Regions from separate parts of the Mustela erminea genome. Here region 2 is linked to region 1. The links are chromatin contacts, called in public Hi-C maps. All regions are on one chromosome and are shown on one strand. The core of a region is the stretch at or near the end of the contact, and the rest is flanking DNA. Distances in the headings are between cores, read along the strand shown. Region 1 holds the start of RBBP6 (E3 ubiquitin-protein ligase RBBP6). Region 2 holds the start of TNRC6A (trinucleotide repeat-containing gene 6A protein).

Region 1 (6,858 bases), core at 4,078-6,577:
GGGGGAATGAATAAATTGGTCACATTCACCTGCTTTGACCAGAGATCAGTGCTTTGCCTTGGCTCTCTCACACAATTAAGGCTCCTCCTTTGTATTTACCTAGAGCCCTTGAATTTCTAGGAGAAGCAAGTGTGACGCGTGTCTTTCTATATACAATGTCCCGTGGCACTTTTATGAGGCCCTGCCCCTTCAAAACATTCCTGGTTTCAAGTCCTACCTTTCTGCAGTGCCGTGGAATTAGAAGTCACTGGATAGGGGTGCCTGGGTGGCTCAGTCTGTTAAGCGTCTGCCTTAGGCTCAGGTCTTGATGCTAAGATCTTGGGATCAAGCCCTGAGGGTCCTGGGATCGACAACCCCCTCCAATAATAGCATCGAGCTCCCTGTTCAGCAGGGAGCCTACTTCTATTCTCTCCTCCCTTCTGGTGCTCTCTCTCTCTCTCAAATAAATAAATAAAGTCTTAAAAAAGAAGTCACTGGATGAAGAGAGATCACTGGTAGCATGCTATGGCCCCAGGTCCCCAGGGCCCAGGAGTCTGATGGCTAGCTTCCCCCGCCCCCGGATCTCAACACAGGAAAACTAGAACCAAACTCCAGTTTTATTTACAGTTACGGCATGCAGGGCTGCCAAAGAGTCTAGCGATCTAGCCTATGTTTTGTCGCTCTGAAAATGACTTCATTTTTCCTGTCTGATTGTGAGAGTCTTTGCTGACAGTGGGAAGAAAGGAGAGATGAAACCTCAGGAACACACCAATGGATTAATCATACTCCTAATCTCGTGACTTCTTATTGTGCTGTACATGATTCCCTTTGAGTCTAAGTATTCTTTATCTGTCCATTTTCAGTACACCAGTGACTACTTGTGATCCCACACAAGAGCGAGCTCACTGCCGGTTAACTCCTAGCCCCTTGGGGTTCCTCACCTGTCTCATTCTGCCATCTCAGAGGTGACCCCTGTCTTGAATGTTGTGTGTCCCTGTCGCCAGTTTCAGATGCATTACATTTGTCTGCTTCACTAAATAATGCATTGTTTGCTTTGAGTTATTTTTGAAATTCATAGGAAGGGTGTGGTATGTCAGCTTCTGAGACTTGCTTTTCTGACTCCAGAACAGCTAAAAAGATGCCATTGCCATGTTGTCACACCTACTGTTATTTTTTTTCTTTTCACTATTGCATAATACTCCACCGTCTAATAGACCATCATTCTTCTCTCAAGGGCATTTGGGCTGTTTCAGCTTTTTGCTGAAATTCTCATGCAAGTCTGTGGGTTAAATTTTGCCTTGGGTATATATAACAAGGGGTGCGATGCCTGATTCATAGGGTACACGAATGCTCAAATTTGCAAGAGGATGCCAAGTCGTTTCCAAAATTACTGTTCCAAACCCCCCAGTGATCACAGGGGATCCCATCGGTCCCCATCTCCCACATATGGTATGGTCAACCTTCTTCATTCGTCAAGTTGAATGAGTGTTGAATGAGCGGATGACTGAATAATGGGGAAACCAGGTTGCTCACAAAAAATCAGTTCATATGATCAATCTGTAACCTTTAGCTTTAAACAAATCAAATGTGCTTTCAAATGTTGTCAGTGGGATTCCTAGATGTTTCAGATGGTGAAGCCGCTGACTCTTGATTTCAGTTCAGGTCATGATCTCAAGGTCCTGGGATCAAGCCACCAGTGGGGGGTCTGCTTCAGGATTCTCTTTCTCCCTCTGCCCCTCCCCCTGCTTGTTCATGCTCACTCTTTCAGATAAAAAAATAAATCTTTAAAAAAAATAAAAGTAGGGGCGCCTGGGTGGCTCAATGGGCTAAAGCCTCTGCCTTCTGCTCAGGTCATGATCCTAGGGTCCTGGGATCGAGCCCCGCATCAGGCTCTCTGCTCGGCAGGGAGCCTGCTTCCCTTCCTCTCTCTCTGCCTGCCTCTGCCTACTTGTGATCTGTCTGTCAAATAAATAAATAAAATCTTTAATAAATAAATAAATAAAAGTAAAATGTTACCAAGAAGAGAAGATGAAAAATTTCAAGTAAAATGTTGCAAAAAATCTTATAAAAACTAAAATCATTCAATCTGTCATAAATTACCATAAAATATAAATAGTTAAAAAACAAAAGATAGAAGCTCCCCTTAGAAGACACACGTGTAATTTGCACCAAACCACAAATACATATTTTATGCTTTTTTTCCTTTATTAACAATATATTTCACAATTTAAAAAGGAAGAAAATGGTCTTCACTTTATATTATACCCTATACACAAACCAATTCAAACATATTACAGAGTTTAATTTAAAATCATGATGCCAGGTGCCTGGGTGGCTCAGTGGTTTAAAGCCTCTGCCTTCAGCTCAGGTCATGATTCCAGGGTCCTGGGATCGAGCTCTGCATTGGGCTCTCTGCTTAGCAGAGAGCCTGCTTCCTCCTCTCTCTCTCTCTGCCTGCCTCTCTGCCTACTTGTGATCTCTGTCTGTCAAATAAAAATTTTTTTTAAAAATGTTTAAAAACATAAAATAAAGTAGAATCATGATGCCCATACATAACTGGAAGGAAACATAAGCAAATAAAAATCTAAGGTGGTTGCTGAGTACCTAGGAACTACTTTTTACAACATACAAGTAAAGGTAAAAACCATGAGGAAAAAAGACTGATGGATTTTATTACATAAAAATGCGAAATTTTTTGTAGGTTTCACTCTTAAATAAAAAAAAATATAAAGGCAATCAACCATCTGGGGAAGATACATCAGTGTTATAAAGGATCCATCTATCTTTGTTAATTTGGGCTGAGAACATGGAGGCCAGACTCACAATCTGGTGACTTGCCTGCTGTTGGGACACTTGGTGGGATTAGATTATAAGAGCATAAGACACCTGGGTTGGGTAGATCTCCTTCTAACTTCCAGAGCCTGGAGACTAACACCAGGGCCTTGCAGGGGACTGGCAGGCTATCTTGGGCAAGATTTTAGGCACACTAAAATAAGGTAGGAGATCTACTATGAATGTGTTTGCTGGGGATGTGAGGATACAGTGGACTTGGCAGTGACAAAGGTTTAAAATTCTAAGAGGTGGGAGCTCAGGGGTTGCTACAAAAAGAAGTTTGGAAAAGCAGGTGCAGTACCGAAGGCTTTTCCAGGGCTTACACGAATATTGGCGTGGGAGTAAGGGGACCAGCGGCAGGCAGGGCAACTCTGTACCGCCAACAGAAGTTTACAAAGTTTAGATTCAGTTAGGAATTTCACGAAAGGAACCAAACGTAACATTTTTCCAGGAAGCAAGCGACTGAATTAAATCCCATCACAACCTCATTTAATGCAGGTTATGGGTGAATTTTGACCTGTTGGATGTGATACAGCGTGAGGGCTCCAAAAAGGACTCCGTAAAGGACTCTTGGCTGAGGAGAACCACTGGACCAAATCATAACACTGACTGTATTCTTTCCAAGGATACACACTCATAACTGGCAGGACTCTAATTCACTCGATCCTGAGGATGCGGCCTCCTTTGAGTCCCAGCAGGCTGACTAAATGATCATTGAATTAAGTGTGAAGGGATTAGCCAAAGACCAATCAAAGAATATAGATTTGCCACTTTAGAGGCGTGAATACCAATGCAATACCCCCATTTTCCTGTTCTCCTTTTATTTCGGTAGATGTGATTTCCCCACCTTGGTTCACACAGGTTTTTCAAGAAAAGCAGCCATTCTGAAGTGGACCCAAGACAGGAACGTTTGGGTTAGTTACCAAAGAGAAAGGTGGGAGAAATGTGTTTTATGTGGAAAGCACTGATGCTGATGATGTGATTGAGTTAAATTGTATTTGTGTCTCCGGGGCTGCCTTCACTGCCAAAATCTTACTGCCATGGTATTTCTATAGATCACATAAAAATGTAGTTATTCAACACCTTTAATTGAGTGCTTACTCTATTCAGGCTGGGGTTCTAAGAGCTGGGTATATGGCATGACCAAAAGAGAAAAATCCCTGTTCTCAGCTATGGGGAGGGGGGGCTAAAACTAAAAAATAAATATATACCATGTCAGGTAGTAACAAATGCTTCAAAGAAAATTAGGAAGAGGGAGAGATAGAAGTTGGCCATCCTATTTGAATAAAGTCGCCTTAGGAAGACTTTCCTGACAAGGTGATGATTGATTTAAACCACCTTCTGGAAGGATTGGGTGTATGTATTTAGGAAGTCCCAGGCAAACTTGGCCCCATCATGGCTGTGTGGTCTTGTTCTCAGTGACTAACTTCTCTGAGCCCAAGCCAGTAAAAATCCAGAGAGGATGAGGAGAATGCACTATAAATTATAGTGATTATTACAGTTTATGAATGCAATTTTGTTATAGTATGAATTTTATGGATGCTATAATAACTTCTTTATACCCCAAGGAAAAAATAATCTCCAGTCCCCTGAGGGGGGTCTTGCCATATTTCCCTTCTTTTACAATTAGGACTGGGATTTCGGACCCTGCTACAAAGCAGGCATTCCCCTGATTCTGAGAATTCGGAAAATTCTCCATTGCTAGCTTCCGTTCCCTCGTCCATGAATCGGAGATAATGGTAGGGCTGACCACTTTAGGGTTTTTACTGATGTTGTTAAAATGACATTTACTGAGCTACATGTGAGACACACTGAACCATACGCCAGGCATGTTCCTAAACAATGGAAACATATTCATTCATTTAATCCACGACACACCCGTAGACCGAGTACAATTTTAAACTGCCCTTTACAGCCAAGGAAACTGAGGCACGGAGGCGTTAAATCTTGACCTCCACAGCTAGGGTTCCAACCACGACAACTGGGCTCCAGAGCCTGGCAGTGTTACACAGGGCTCAGCCCTGGGCCTAGCCCACAGTTAGAGCTCGGGAAATCTTTCTAGGGGTGGTTTTGTCCGTTCTAGCGCGGGGCTGCTCCAGAATTTCCACTTAGGAAGAGCTGAAGGGGGCTGGTTTGTCGGAAGGGGAGGCTAGGGGGCGCTTGCATAGCAACCATAGTTCAATGCATAGCAACCATAATGTTTACTGGAACTGGGGGAGTCGGTGGGGATGGCGGGGACGCGGAGTGAGCCGGCCATCCCTGGACACCCCATTTGCGGCGGAGACTAACAAGCCCCGGAGCAGCTCAAATCCGAGCTCCCCTCCACCACCCCGCCCCGGAGCCGCCCGGTGAGCCGGCCCTCCGCGCGGCGCCCCCCTCTGTCTGGAGGCAGATGGTTCCTCCCGTTCTCCGGCTGGTTCAGGTTCCGCGCTCCGAGTCACAAAGCGCGGGGTCACGTGGGCGGGCCGGTGCGCTTTGTGACGCCGCGGGCCCCGCCTCCCGGCCCGCCTATCCGCGCACGCCAGCCCCGCCTCGCGCGCGCCGCCCGTGCAATCCCTGCTTAAGAGACCCCGGAGTGGGGCGCTCGCCCGAAGCCAGGCCGCGTCCGCCATAGTGCCTGGCTTGGAGGTGTCGCCGGCGCTGGGTGAGGGCCCGAGAGCGGCAGGGGGGCGAAACAAAAAGAGAGCCCCGAAGCCTTTGGCGTTGCCCGGCGGTTTCCGGGCCTCCTCTCGCGATTCGGGGCCGAGAGGCGACGGGAGCGAAAGGCGAGAGAAGCGCGGAGCACACGGCGAGAGGAAGCGTCGGGGAGCCTCGGCGGCGTCCCCAGGGTCCGCCAAAGCCACCCGGCCGCTGGCTGGGGCCCGGGGTGGTGAGGAAGTGCTTCGAGGCCTAGTTGAGGCCTAGTACCGGCTTTGTGTCCGAGGCGGCGGCGGCGGCGGGGGGGAGGCGGAGCCGGGGGCGGCCTGCGGGAAGGCCTCTCCTCCGCCGACCGCGCGTTTCTGGCCTAGGCCGCGGGCCGCTCGTGGCCTCCGGGGAGCAGGCGACAGGGGTTTGCGTGTGGGGGGGCCTGGGCCTGGGGAAGCTGACGCCGGTCGTCCGGAAGCCAGGAGGAGGCGAGAGGCCGCTCGTGGACTCCGGGCCTAGGCCCTCTTCCCCCAACCTTCTCCCGGGGCCTGGGTCACCCCAATCCACGGAAAGAGAGACCAACCGGGAGGTGCGGCCTCGCTATGGACCCCTGACCCCGCGGGGTCATTCGGACTCTAACGTGTGGACTGACCGCTACTGACTGCACCGCCTGCCCCCCCGTCTCCTGCCGGCCCCTTAGCATGAGCGAGGGGGACCCAGCCGGGTGACATTGTGCCCGTTGGCGGATTCTCGATTTCCCCTTTCCCCGTCCTCGTCCGCTTCCTCCCGTATGAAGTGCTTCTGAGTATCGGGGGGAGGGGGGCGGGGGGGGCTCTGGATTATTGTTTTTACGAACCCCTGCTTGTGGTTGGGGGGGTATTTAATCTGAGGCCTTAGGGTCCTTCGGTGTCTTTTTGAGTGTTTTGTGTGTGTACATATTTTGCTCTTAAGTTTATAAATATACATATATTGAGCGTGTCCACGTCTCCTCGCTGAACCTTAGGAATCCTTTGGCACCATGTCCTGTGTGCATTATAAATTTTCCTCTAAACTCAACTATGATACCGTCACCTTTGATGGGCTCCACATCTCCCTCTGCGATTTAAAGAAGCAGATTATGGGGAGAGAGAAGTTGAAAGCTGCCGACTGCGACCTGCAGATCACCAACGCGCAGACGAAAGAAGGTAAGAGCCACACGGGCTCCAGCTCTGCTGGCCGGAGATAGGTAGTAGTTGTGCTAAATACTGGTTGCCTGGCAGGAGGCTAACCGCCATTACGTCTCTTGTGGGCCTGTTCGTTCTAAGACTTTGGATGCACCTTTCCTGGAGACCCAGGGGTTGCAGCGGTCGGCCTGGGGGGTTTAACTGGCTTGTATGGTGTCTGCGTAGGTGGGATCATCGGTAACCGGCTAATCTGAAAACG
Region 2 (6,837 bases), core at 4,246-6,745, 150 kb after region 1:
GATGCTTAACCACCCAGATGCCCTCTCTTATTTCTCTTTTAAATCAGAGATAATTCATTATATACATGTTTTGAAATTATGTGTTAGGTGGATTATATTATCTATGATGATCATTTGCGGATAGTAAGGGGTGGTATTAAAAACTATAAAATAGGGGCGCCTGGGTGGCTCAGTGGGTTAAAGCCTCTGCCTTTGGCTCAGGTCATGATCCCAGGGTCCTGGGATCGAGTCCCGCATCGGGCTCTCTGCTCAGCGGGGAGCCTGCTTCCTCCTCTCTCTCTGCCTGCCTCTCTGCCTACTTGTGATCTCTCTGTCAAATAAATAAATAAATAAATAAATAAAATCTTTAAAAAAAGTCCTGCAGAGTCTACTATGGTTGAGATAAACCAGTTTACAATGTAGGGGTTAGGGACATGGGCTCAGGAGCCAAATTGCTTGGTTTTACTACCACCATTTATGTGACTTTGAGCAGGTTATTTATCCTCATCTGTAAAATGGGAATCACATGGGAGGAAAACAATGAATGTTTAGTTAATATTTGTAAAGCACTTAGAACAATGCATGCCTGGCACATAAGAAGTGCCAAATAAATTTTAACAAAATAAATACTCTCTCCAGGAAATCTAATTCATGTTCATGCCTTCAACTCCCATCTACACATTATTGTGAAAAATTTTCTAAATTTAAGAATATTCTGAGTGAGCTTTGCCTAAAAAAAATACATATATAGATATATCATGATGACATTTGGTAAAGACTTGGGAGGAAAAAAAAATCATTTTCTTTCAAGTACATAATTTCCTAAGTCAAGCTAGTCATTTACACCTCTCAGTGAGATAAAGAAGAGAGGGTTGGAGAACATTTATGTTCTGGTAACCTCAGAAACCAAAGAAACAAGCACCTAAAGAAGAAAGACAAATGGAGAAAGGGTCTTATTTAAATTTAAATTTAAATTTAAATTTGTACAGCCTGCTTCTTATTATGCTAAGAAGAAGTGAGAAGTTTTCTGAGATAGTTACAGCTTATTTCATAAAAACTTATCGTTGGAAAGGCATTTCATGTTATATCCAAATTCTCAAACTGTAAACTTCAACAGTGAGCCATACAAAATATTCTAATATTCATTGAATCTAGGGACTCTGCTTGTTGTAGGAAATGGCATTTGCTTACTTCAATGAGCAGTGGTAATGAAACCCATTACTCTATATACAAGATCTCGTTTCTGGTTTTGTTCTGAATTGATTATGTGAGTAAAATAAAAATGGTGGCTCCAGAGGATTTAAAGCCAAATGCAGTGCAAAGTTTGTTCATCCATAAGGAAGATGCCCAGATGTAAATTCCAGCATGAGAACTTTCCTCTCCTATTCCCTGGGTCCTGGTTGGCTGTCTCTCAGCTTCAGCTCTCAGGTGAAGCCTGACATTTTCTTTTTCTTTTCTTTTCTTTTTTTTTTTTTTAAGAATTTATTTATTTATTTGAAACAAAGAGAGAGAGAGGTCACAAGGAGGCAGAGAGGCAGGCAGAGAGGGGGAAAATAGGCTCTCCGCCAAGCAGAGAGCCCGATGCTGGGCTCGATCCCAGGACCCTGAGACCATGACCTGAGCCATAGGCAGAGGCCCAACCCATTGAGCCACCCAGGTGCCCCAAAGCCTGACATTTTCAAAGAGACTTTCTTTGGCCACGTAATCTATGTGATGTTCCTTTGTTTTACACTTGCTTAGAACAACATTCCTTCTTTGCACTTGTGTTTGTAATTATATACTTTATAGTTTGATTAAATATATATATATATATATATATATATATATATATATATATCTGCCCCATTAGATTTAATCCACCAAAGTAGTTCCTCACAAAAGGCAGAGTAAAAGGTCCATACAGTAGGTGCTCAAAAAATATTTCTTGCGTGGGTGATCTGTCATTTTGGCATTCTGGGGTATACATGTGAGATACAGGCTAAGACTAGGAGTCTGAAAAGCATCTCTATTTAAACAGTATTTAGATATAAGAGAATGTATGAGATCACCCATCCCAAGGAGAAAGTGGAGAGACATGGGGAAGACGTCTGGAACGGAGAGCCTTGGGGATCCCGACATTTATTTGGTATAAATTGGGAGATGCTGGTAAAGGATAAAAAAAAAAAAAAAAAAAAAAAAGGAAAGGATAAAGAGGTAAAAAGAAATTCAGGGAGGGGCACCTGGGTAGCTCAGTGGGTTGGGCCTCTGCCTTCGTTTCCAGTTGTGATCTCAGGGTGCTGGGATCGAGTCCCCGAATCAGCGCTCTCTGCTCAGTGGGGAGCCTGCTCTCCCCCCTACCCCACCCCAAGTGCCTGCCTCTCTGCCTCCTTGTGATCTCTCTCACTCTGTCAAATAAATACATAAAATCTAAAAAAAAAAAAAGAAATTCAGGGAGAGTGGGCTGCCAAGGCAGCCAAGAGAAGAGACTCTCAAAAGAAGGTAGGAGTGACCCGTTGCAGAAATACAGCTAAGAGCTAAGTCAAGACCAGGTTAGGAATATTACCATTGAGTTTGACAGCTTCAGGGTCATTTGTGGCATTGATACGAGCGATTTGGGTGGATGAATAGCAATGTCAGGTGGAAGCGGACAGCAACTGGAAGTAGCTGGCCTAGAGCACGTTTTCTAACACTTTCCAAGAAGCTTCTCTAAGAAGGAGAGCAGAAAAAAGGAGCTGCGGAGGAGTGAGGCTCCGTCCGCTGGTTTTTGTTGTTGTTGTTTTATTTGTTTACTTTACTTTAACATCTTTATTGTTTTAAGAAAATTGTCTACATGAATTTCAGAATGGTCTGCAAATCCATTCAAAGAAATAACCCATGTCTCCATGTGAGGAGCAAGAAACATTTTTAAGAAAATCATTTGAAGGCACCTGGGTGGCTCAGTGGGTTAAGCCTCTGCCTTCCGCTCAGGTCCTGATCTCAGGGTCCTGGGATCCGGCCCCGCATCGGGCTCTCTGCTCAGCAGGGAGCCTGCTTCCTCCTCTCTCTCTCTCCCTCTGCCTGCCTCTCCCCCTACTTGAGATCTCTGTCAAATAAATAATCTTAAAAAAAAATCATTTGAACATATATCTTCTTTGAAATAAAGTATTATTACCATACAGTGTTATATTAGTATCAGGTGTAGAATATGATTCGATTCAACAGTTCTGAGTAATGTACATTACTCAGCACTCATCATGATACATGTACTCTTAATCCCCTTCACCCATTTTAACTATCCCTTTGCCCTGTTTTGTGTGTTTTCTTTTTTTAAATTTTAATTCCCGTATAGTTAATATACATATACAATGTAATGATTCAACAATTCTTTTTTTTTTAAGATTTTATTTATTGGATAGAGAGAGACATATCGAGAGAGAAAGAGAGAGAGAGAGAGAGAGAGAGAAAACACAAGCAGGGGGAGTGGGAGAGGAAGAAGCAGGCTTCCTATTGAGCAGGAAGCTCTATGCCAACTCCAGCCCAGGACACTGGGATCATGAACTGAGCGGAAGGCAGATGCTCAACCGAGTGAGCCACCCAGGCACCCCTGATTCAACAATTCTATATGTTAGTCAGTGCTCATTGTGTTAAATATTTTTTTTTAAATGGAAGTTACCAGAATATGTATGATAATGCGAAATAGAAAGAGAGACTACTTTTTCAGTAAAGGGAAATGATAATAAGAAGACAACATTCCTTAGAAGGTTACTGATAAGGAATCCCTGCTGGTCTTACAAGGTCATTCTTCTTTGATCTATCTCTATGCATAAGAGCTCATTAAAAAGTGATTAGCATGGCTTCATAAGGCAGCCCTGGAGGGGTTATGTCAAATCACACTGGAAAGATCTCCAAGAAATCCTACCTTCTCAACTTCCCTGGGGCTGGGAATTAGTTCTACGGTTTCCCAATCTTAGGTGCTAATGGCATTTTGGTTCAGATACTCTTGTATTGTGGGGCTGTGCTTTGCATTGTAGGATGTTTAGCAGAACCCCTGACTTCTACCCAGTAGATACCAGTAGCATCCAGTTATGACAACCAAAAACCAGGCATAGCTATATGTCCCAATGGACAACCAGTAGGTTATTCAAACCTAAGTAAGTTTAATTTAAAAAAAAAAAAATCATGGGGCTCCTGGGGGGCACAATGGGTTAAACCTCTGCCTTTGGCTCAGGTCATGATCTCAGGGTCCTGGGATCAAGCCCTGCATAGGGCTCTCTGCTCAGCTGGGAGCCTGCTTCCTCCTCTCTCTCTGCCTGCCTCTCTGCCTACTTGTGATCTCTGTCTGTCAAATAAATAAATAAAATCTTTTAAAAAAATCAGCTAATCTTAACAGCTCTGTAAATACTGATAAATAGTTTTTATGGTGTTATGCTGTCATGGAAAATTATTCATAAACCTGGCATGAAAGCACACTGTGCTATACACACATGTTCATATCTTCTAACTTCTAAAAAAATGATATAATTTTTAACATTTCAAGTAGAAAGAACCATTAAAAAAAAAACAAAACCCAAACCAAATATATCTATGTATGGACCTTAGCGATGATGGCCAGAAAAGAAGTCACTTAGCATTTATTTGGTGCCCTTTCATTTCACGTTGTGTAAATCTGTTTTTTTTTTTAACACTTTATTTGACAGGAAGTGCACAAGCAGGGGGAGAGCCAGAGGGAGAGGGAGAAGCAGGCTCCCCACTGAGGAGGAAGTCCCAAAAAGACTTAATTCCAGGCCCCCAAGATCAGGACCCGGAGATCATGACCTGAGCCAAAATCAAGAATCTGATGCTTAACTGACTAAGCCACCCGGGCGCCCCACATGACGTTTTTTTTTTTAAGATTTTATTTTTGGGGTGCCTAGATGGCTCAGTCGGTTAAGTGTTGTTTTCTTGATTTCAGCAGGGGTCATGATCTCAGACGCAGTGCTGGGCTTGGAGCCTACCTAAGATTTTCTCTCTCCCCCTGTCCTTCCCTCCTCCCTCTGGCCCTCTGTTAAAAGAAATTTTATTTTTTAATCTCTACACTCAATGTGGGACACCAATTTACAACCCCAAGATCAAGAGTCACATGCTCCACCAAGTGAACAAGCCAGGCACTCCTATAAACCTGGTTTTTAAAAATTTTGTGTGTGTGCGTGGGGGGAGGGGGGGTGTTTTAACATGCTCATTGTATAAAAATGAAACAAAATAAAAAAGCCAGATAAAATTAAAATCCGCTGAATACCATCAGTTAACATTTTGGTGCATGTGCTTTAGGACTTTCTGTGCATTCTTTCATTTATTCTTTAACCTATTTATTACACATCTCCCTCAGAGAGGATAAGAACCGGGCAGTGAAGGGAGGTTTTGTTTTTTTAATGCGGGAGATTTGGGCATGTTTGAAATCCCATGGAAAGAAAGACTTAGTTTAGAAAGAGGAAAACAGGATGATCCTTAGAGTGAGGTCCCGAAGGAATGGATTTTAAGCATCCAAAGGCGGGATCATCTTTTGATTAGGAGGGAAAAAAAAAAAAAAAGGCTTTTGGAGAGGACGGAAAGAAGATCCACATATACACAGGAACACATGTATCTTATTGTATCTACGTGCAAGTATATTGCTGTATCTACCTGTAGGTATGTATGACTCCCCCATGGACACTTCGATATTTTTCCTTTACTCCACGTCTGTATCGTATTGTAGCTACATGTTTCCTACCGTGGAAGCGAGTTTGGAACCGCTTTTTCACTTACTCTATTGTAACCACTCTCCCCCACGCCGTTCCTCTTCTTCCCCATCATTTTTGCAGTACCCTAACGCACGCCAGTAACTCAGTTTTTAAAGCCACCTCGGAGTGTTGGACATTTTGGACGTTTACAAATTTTTCACCGTCCTCATCCCCGGGACTTAACATGTTGACGGTGAAATATTTGTCGATGTCCGGGATTGTTTTCGGAACAGAAATTCATGCCAGGGGGAATTGCTGAGTCAAACGGTCTGCAAAATTCGGTGGATAAAAATCGCTTTTAAGCCTCACAGTCCGCCTCAGGTATGCATTCTTTACCTGAGGAGGAAGCAGAGGAGCAGAGAGGTTAAATAATTGGCCCAAGGTCAAAAATAATTACAAGTGCCGGATTTCAAAAGCCGCGCGAGCTCATCTTGCTGCGGCAGGCGTAGAATTTGCGGTTTAGCCCTTTTTTTTTTTTTTTTTTTTCTTTTTTGGTGTGTTTCGGTGGGGGAGGGGCCGGGCGGCAGGGAAGGAAACTTGTGTCGCAGCAAAGAAGGAGAAGGAGGAGGGGCGGGACTCCAGTCGGATCGCAGCCGGCCGCGGCGACGGAGGCTGGGCCCGGGGCTCGGCGGGCCCCCAGCCGCTGTGCAAGACGCCTCGGAGGCGGTGACGCTCCCCTCAGGGAGGTCCGGCGGCCGACCGCTAGCCGCACCCGGGTGGTTGCCAAGGGCCTGCCCCGGCTGCGGGGTTAGTTGCTAGGGCCTCCATCTTGAGGCCGGTGGCCGCGGCGGCCCCGGAAGGGGTTGCCGAACAGGGCATTCACTTCCGGTCTGGGGCCTGCGGCGGCGGCGGTGGCGGCGGCGGCGGCAGCGGGTCGGTGTAGAAAATGGCGCTGGTGCAGCGGCTCGGGCCTCTCCCCGCGGCGCTGCGGAGGGCTTGAGGCTCGCGAGCCTCACTCGCCGCGCCCCACTTGCTCGTGCACTTTACACACATGAGGTGAGTGGGGCGGGGGCCTCCCTCCAGGCGGGAGGAGCCTGGGGCGCTGCCGCAGGGCCCGCGACTGCAGGCGGCGGCGGCGGCGGCGGCGGCGGCAGCGGCGGCGGCGGGCGTCCCCGAGACTTCGGGCCCCGGCTGTGGGGGGGGG

The links. Hi-C and Micro-C count contacts between places; a contact is called where the count stands out from the background.
Region 2: a Hi-C map of spleen shows a contact between it and region 1, with 2.3 times the contacts expected there. The contact joins the promoter of TNRC6A here to the promoter of RBBP6 in region 1. A contact is called at or near these places in 2 of 3 Hi-C or Micro-C datasets (skeletal muscle and spleen).

The regions. Positions count from the first base shown.
Region 1 is chr20:6,447,067-6,453,924 of mMusErm1.Pri, forward strand. RBBP6 (E3 ubiquitin-protein ligase RBBP6) reads left to right here and starts at 5,328. Exons shown (of 17, transcript XM_032326883.1): 1 at 5,328-6,620. The coding sequence starts at 6,455.
Region 2 is chr20:6,600,191-6,607,027 of mMusErm1.Pri, forward strand. It overlaps TNRC6A (trinucleotide repeat-containing gene 6A protein), which reads left to right and starts at 5,496. Exons shown (of 25, transcript XM_032328434.1): 1 at 5,496-5,601. The coding sequence starts at 5,552.